2 separate regions of the Sus scrofa genome follow, and region 1 is linked to region 2. A link is a contact called in public Hi-C data. All regions are on one chromosome and are shown on one strand. Each heading gives the region's core, a stretch centred on a gene start, on an enhancer-like site or on the middle of the called end of the contact. The rest is flanking DNA. Distances are from core to core; before and after follow the strand shown. Region 1 has its middle 6.3 kb from the start of TMEM212. Region 2 overlaps PLD1 (phospholipase D1).

Region 1 (2,700 bases), core at 88-2,587, 210 kb before region 2:
CAATGAGAAACTAAACACCATTTTTGGGTCTAGTTATACCCAGGTAAAAGGCAAAAGTTAGGGAAGAACAGTGAGATGTGTTCACTAAAGCCCTCTACGGTTGTCATTGTTATTCCCATTTTACAGATGGCAAATCTGAGGCTCTAAGATAATAAATAACGAAAGTGACCCAACTAATTAGTGTTGAATCCTTGCTTTGAACTCAGGAATACCTGACTCTGAAGTTTATAATTTTTGTCTGTCTCTAGTAGATCATTATACAGGTGTACTCCATCTTTTTAAACGCCTATGTACATCTGAAAATTGAGCCATGAAGTATCAAGGCACATAGGGCTGCACTCAATTCAAAGATGATGCTGCATACGCACAAAGGAGACCTGATTAGAACTGCTGATTCCACTCCCAGTTACAAAAAAATAAATTAACCAAGAAGTGAACAAAGAGATTCCTTGCTATTTCTTTTCTAAAAATTAGAACAAGGAGGGAACTAAAACCAAAGTTTCTTTTCTGCGTATTGATGTAAAAATCCCAGAATTTCTATCCAGAGCATTGCCAGGGCTGGTTTTCCATTCTGCAGTGCTTCATGTGTGGGCTCTTGCCCTTAATGTGGAGATGGACGGGGATGGTTACCGTATGGAATGTTCCTGAACATCTGTTTGAGGGAGTGTGGGCTAAAACAAATGAACATGATGAGGAGCAGCCTGGTGCAGCAGAAAGAGACCAGGGCTGTATGACCTTGAGTAAATTAAAGCCTCTTATAATCTTTGTGTCCTCAGGAACATGTGGAGGTTAGACCAGATAATTTCTAAGACTCCTCCATATCTAAGATTCCATGGCTTAAAATAAATCCCAAGGGAGCAAACGTACCTAAGTGGCCAAATTGCCTGTCCCTAAGAAGCCTTTATCTGGAAGAATGTTATCTGCTTGAGGACTGGGAACTTCCAACTAGAGCTTCCCCTCTATCTGGTATGAGCAGTGGGCAACTGGTTCTTACTGGACAGATTTCACCCAGAGTTCCTCCAAGGAGCCTCACTTTGACCTTTGTGGCACACAAATAGCCAGTAAATGGAAGCCAACATCCACCAGCTGGACAATTCAAAGGCTCCAAGAAACAAATTGGTGATCTCAGCCCAGCTCTGGTGACTATGTTATAAAATAATGAAAACTTGTCAACAAGCACAGCAGAGGCTAAGGAGGGCAAGGATTGAAGGAACATAAAACCAAATCACTTTTCCTTCCCAGCTTCTTGAAAAGGGATGAAAAGCTGGGAGGGAACTGATAGCAAACCTTTCAGGCATGGAGTTCCTGGTGTAGATAAATGGAGAGATGAGAATTTAATGAGGATGTGGACGTGGCAGAGAACACAAAAGCAAATCCCCGTCCACTGGCCAAAAGGGACTAGGTTGAGTGAACTTCTTGAAACCAGTTTCTGATTAGTCAGAAAACAAAGCCTTACCTAGCTTTCCGAGCAACAGTTGAAATATCAGCAGCCTCATTTCCTATATATTTTAAAATATAGGGAAGCAACTTAAACTAAGTATGTACAAACCACTGATTCACTCCCTTGCTTCATCCAGGCCTCTGCTCAAAGGGCCCCTCATCACAGACCAGCCCTCGTCAACCTTTTCTTCATCCTTTTTCTGAGCTTACTCATTACCACATGATTTTATTCTTCCTAGCTTTTGGCTCACTTGATTTCTATGCGTCTTCCGAACTAGAATGAAAACTAGTTGGACACAGAGGCCAATACTTTGTTTTGTTCACTACAACACCCCAGAGCCAACAACAGTGCTGGACTCACAGTAGATGTTTAGAAATGATGAATGAATGAATGAATTTATGAAGTCACTGCTTATCACAGTCGCTAGTTTATACAGACTGTTTTGCTGTGAAAGCTAGCTCTTCAGGCTTTCACCTAAAAATATTTAATTTCTTGCTACCTTAAATCTCTCCATCCCCTCTCCATGAAAATCCACACAGAAACACAAGGAAAAGCTTCCCGGTTAGCTCACCCAGCTGTGAGACTGCACTGTGACACTTCCGCATTGTATGCAGATCATGGGAGAGGCACCCTGAAGTCACCATCCTGCGATTCTTTTGGCCTGAGGACACCAGCCCCTGACATACTGCCACATGACATTGTGTGTTTTAAAGGAAAAGACACAAGATCACAGACTAACTGCTTAAGTCCAGCAGGAACTTCTGCCTCTGAAAGAAAGCTCTCATGCACATTTTTCCTCCACTGGTGATGCCAGCTTTTAAAGCAGTTCATGTTCATGGTGATCTATCTAATTTAACGGTTTTTATGTATCTCTGCATATTCAAAGGTTTTATCTATTTCTTTATCTGACCACTTTCCATAAATAGTAAGTATTTTCCCCGGTCTATAGACAAATGAAATAACAAAGACATAGAAAACTTGTGCTCCAGAGAATTTGGCTATGAAAACTTATGCTCTTTTTGTATTTCCATACAGATGATATTGTGATCTCTTCTGAGATAGGATAATAAAAGAAGTGCGTCCTTATGACATAAGGAATTGAGTAGCATAGAATAAACACCACCTACTACTAGCAGATGTGGGATCATTTTTTTCATACAAAGGCCCACACTTTCCTTTTTCAACAATGGAGGTATCCTACCCTAGTTTGTACATATGTATATATTTACTATTTTTTTAAAGAAGAGAAAGGGCATTTC
Region 2 (2,700 bases), core at 30-2,529:
GCCAAAAGGTAGAAACAGTGCAAGTGCTTGCCCACAGATGACTACATAAACCAAATGTGGTCTGTACATACAATGTAATATTATTCAGCTATAAGAAGGAAGGAAATTCAGACACGCACTACACCATGGATGAATCTTGAGGATATTAAGTTAAATAAGTCAGACACAAAAAGACAATATTGTTTGATTCCACTTAGATGAAATATCTAGACCAGGCAAATTCCTAGCGACAGAAAGTGGATTAGAAGTTACCAGAGGTTGCAAGGAGGGGAAGTGGGAACTTAGAGCTTAGTTATCACAGTTTCTGTTTGGACTCTTGAAAGTTTTGGAAATAGAGATCACAATGGTTGCATAACATGTGAGGGTAATTAATAACACTGCATGGTACACTTAAATGGTTAAAATGGCAAATTTTGTGTTACATATGTATTTCACCACAATAAAAAAAAATCAAATAAAATGTAACCTAATTTGAAGGAAAACATCCTGTTTAACCTCTTGTCTATCAGAGGCTTCCCAGAAAGAGACATTCTTTCCATCTGACCTCATTCTCCCAAAGCAGATAGTACCAGGTACAGAGAGTTTGCAGAGCTCCTTTGTTGGGCACTGCCCCAAACAGAAAGATATGAGCATGGATATCCTATGCTTCAAGAGGGCTTATCATGTGGTCTAGCCAGCAGATGTGCCTATTGCTATTGTGTGAAGCAGAAGGGATGCTGCATAGCCATCCTAGCCACATGCTAGGGGAGTGCGGAGGCAGAAGCAAACCAGTTTTGACCGGCACATCCAGGTTGGCCTGAGCGAGGAAGGAGCCATTTATCAGCCCTCCAAGGAGAGGGCTCCTACGATGCGGAGAAGCGCACTCCGGGCTAAGGGGGCAGATGCGCTATTGCTAGCCTGCCTTAGTAGGATGCACTCTGAACACAGGATGGTGGTTCCTGTCTGTCACTGGAGTGTGGGCCTGGGAGGACCGGACTGAAGGTGAATCTGTCAAGGCAGCAGGAGACAGATGGTGACAATTTTTAAGTGTGAGATTCATTTGGACTTCTAAATACTGGCTGTGGGGAAATAGCTTAGGTGTTCTTTCTGTTCTTCTTCTCACTGTCTTGTTTACCATCCAGGAATGTGTGCCTCTTACTCTTATCTGACAGAGGACTTTAACAGTTCACATTTAAAAATTTAAAAAATTTTTTTCCAACTCAAACTGTGTTTGCCATCTAGTGATTAATCCATGCCATTACAACACCCTAGTCCAAATTCCTAAGCATGGAAGTCAAGCTCACAGGCCTCCAGACTCTGTTCTATTGGCCATTGCTTCTGCTTGGAACTGCACTTTCCCTGGACCCTAATACGGTACGTTGGCATCAGAGACCTCAAATCTGATCGCTTTTAGGGTAGTAATAATATTTTTTTCTGAAAGAAAAATGTAGTTGCTTAGAAGAAAATGAACTTTAGAAATTAAGTATTATGAAAAGTTTAGGTTGGTTCCCACTTGAAAATTAACCTGTAGCAGCAACTTTGTGTGAATATAAACTTCTCAGATAAAAGGGCAAGATTCCATGAACACCACAGTCATCTCCAGACTTTCTCTCTCTTCTTCCTGTGTGTCTTTTAGAGATAAGGACCTTGACAGTCTAGCCTCCAAAGAGGTGGTATCTATTTGAACATAATTTTCCAAATTTCTGACTTTCTGAATACAGATCAAAGGAAGGAGCCGCATTTCTCCCGTTTGTTACATCACTGGGAAGCAAAGGCGGTTCAAAGGCTTTTCCTTTCAAAGATTGTTGTTAATCATCAGTAGGGAGAGTGGGCCAAGAAATATTGTGTTGTATATGTAGGAGATTTAAAACTCGGCATCAGTGACTCAGAATGCATGAAGGGCCTGGGGTAAAATTTTGCATCTGAAGCAGAGTTTTCAGAGATGAATCAGAGTTTCCAAACAATGATGAACATCTGCATTGGAAATCATACTGAGTCCAGTATGTCTTTTAGCCCCTGAGATCTACGCTGTGGGATCTCATTTACTCAGTAATTAACAGCTGAATGCCTACTATTTGCTGGATTCTGAGTTAGGTACTTATACATAAAACTCTTAGGTCAATGTCTTTTTCAGAACTAAATTTTAACCCCTCACCCTTCCAAGGGATCCAAACAAGGCTTTGTTGCAATTGATTTTGTCCTAGAAAGGATTATGCTGTGGGAGGTAGTGGATACAGTCCTCACTTTACTGCCAAGTTCAGCTTATTTTTCAGGTTGCTATGAACAGTTAGCCTGGATAATAGCTTCTGGTCTCCAATGCAACAGCACCTCCTTCCCCCGCAGAGCCTGGGGATTGATAGAATGTATTGTAGGAAGCCATTTGCTCAGTCTTTAAATCCATGTGAACTGCTTGGCTATCTTTTGTTTTTGTTTTTGTTTTTGTTTTGAGTACTGTAGCTGCGTCATACGGAAGTCCCCAAACTAGGAGTCAAATCAGAGCTGCAGCTTCTGGCCTACACCACAGCCCTAGCAATGCTGGATCCAGCTGTGTCTGCAACCTACTCTGCAGCTCATGGCAACACCGGGTCCCAACCCACTGAGTGAGGCCAAGGGTGTTACTGCTGAACCATAGTAGGAACTCCTTGGCTGTCATTTTTAACTGTTACTTTGTCTTTTTTTTTTCTTTTTCTTTTTAATTGTAAAACTTTCTGCCCCTGACTT

Evidence for each region. Hi-C and Micro-C count contacts between places; a contact is called where the count stands out from the background.
Region 1: a Hi-C map of omental adipose tissue shows a contact between it and region 2, with 2.1 times the contacts expected there. The contact joins two enhancer-like sites. A contact is called at or near these places in 12 of 47 Hi-C or Micro-C datasets (adipocytes, alveolar macrophages, embryonic fibroblasts and 7 more) and 2 of 2 datasets of contacts at active chromatin or transcription factors (alveolar macrophages and skeletal muscle).

What each region holds. Positions count from the first base shown.
Region 1 is chr13:110,406,693-110,409,392 of Sscrofa11.1, reverse strand. No RefSeq gene overlaps it. Among named protein-coding and RNA genes, the nearest start is that of TMEM212, 6.3 kb to the left of the region's middle. Within about 2 kb of position 1,337, at least 27 of the 83 cell types and tissues checked have an H3K27ac peak or open chromatin away from gene starts, as enhancers often do. A contact at or near this core is called in omental adipose tissue and retroperitoneal adipose tissue, where this site is marked.
Region 2 is chr13:110,200,705-110,203,404 of Sscrofa11.1, reverse strand. The region is part of intron 21 of PLD1 (phospholipase D1); the gene reads left to right. Among named protein-coding and RNA genes, the nearest start is that of TNIK, 150 kb to the right of the region's middle. Within about 2 kb of position 1,279, at least 18 of the 83 cell types and tissues checked have an H3K27ac peak or open chromatin away from gene starts, as enhancers often do. A contact at or near this core is called in omental adipose tissue and retroperitoneal adipose tissue, where this site is marked.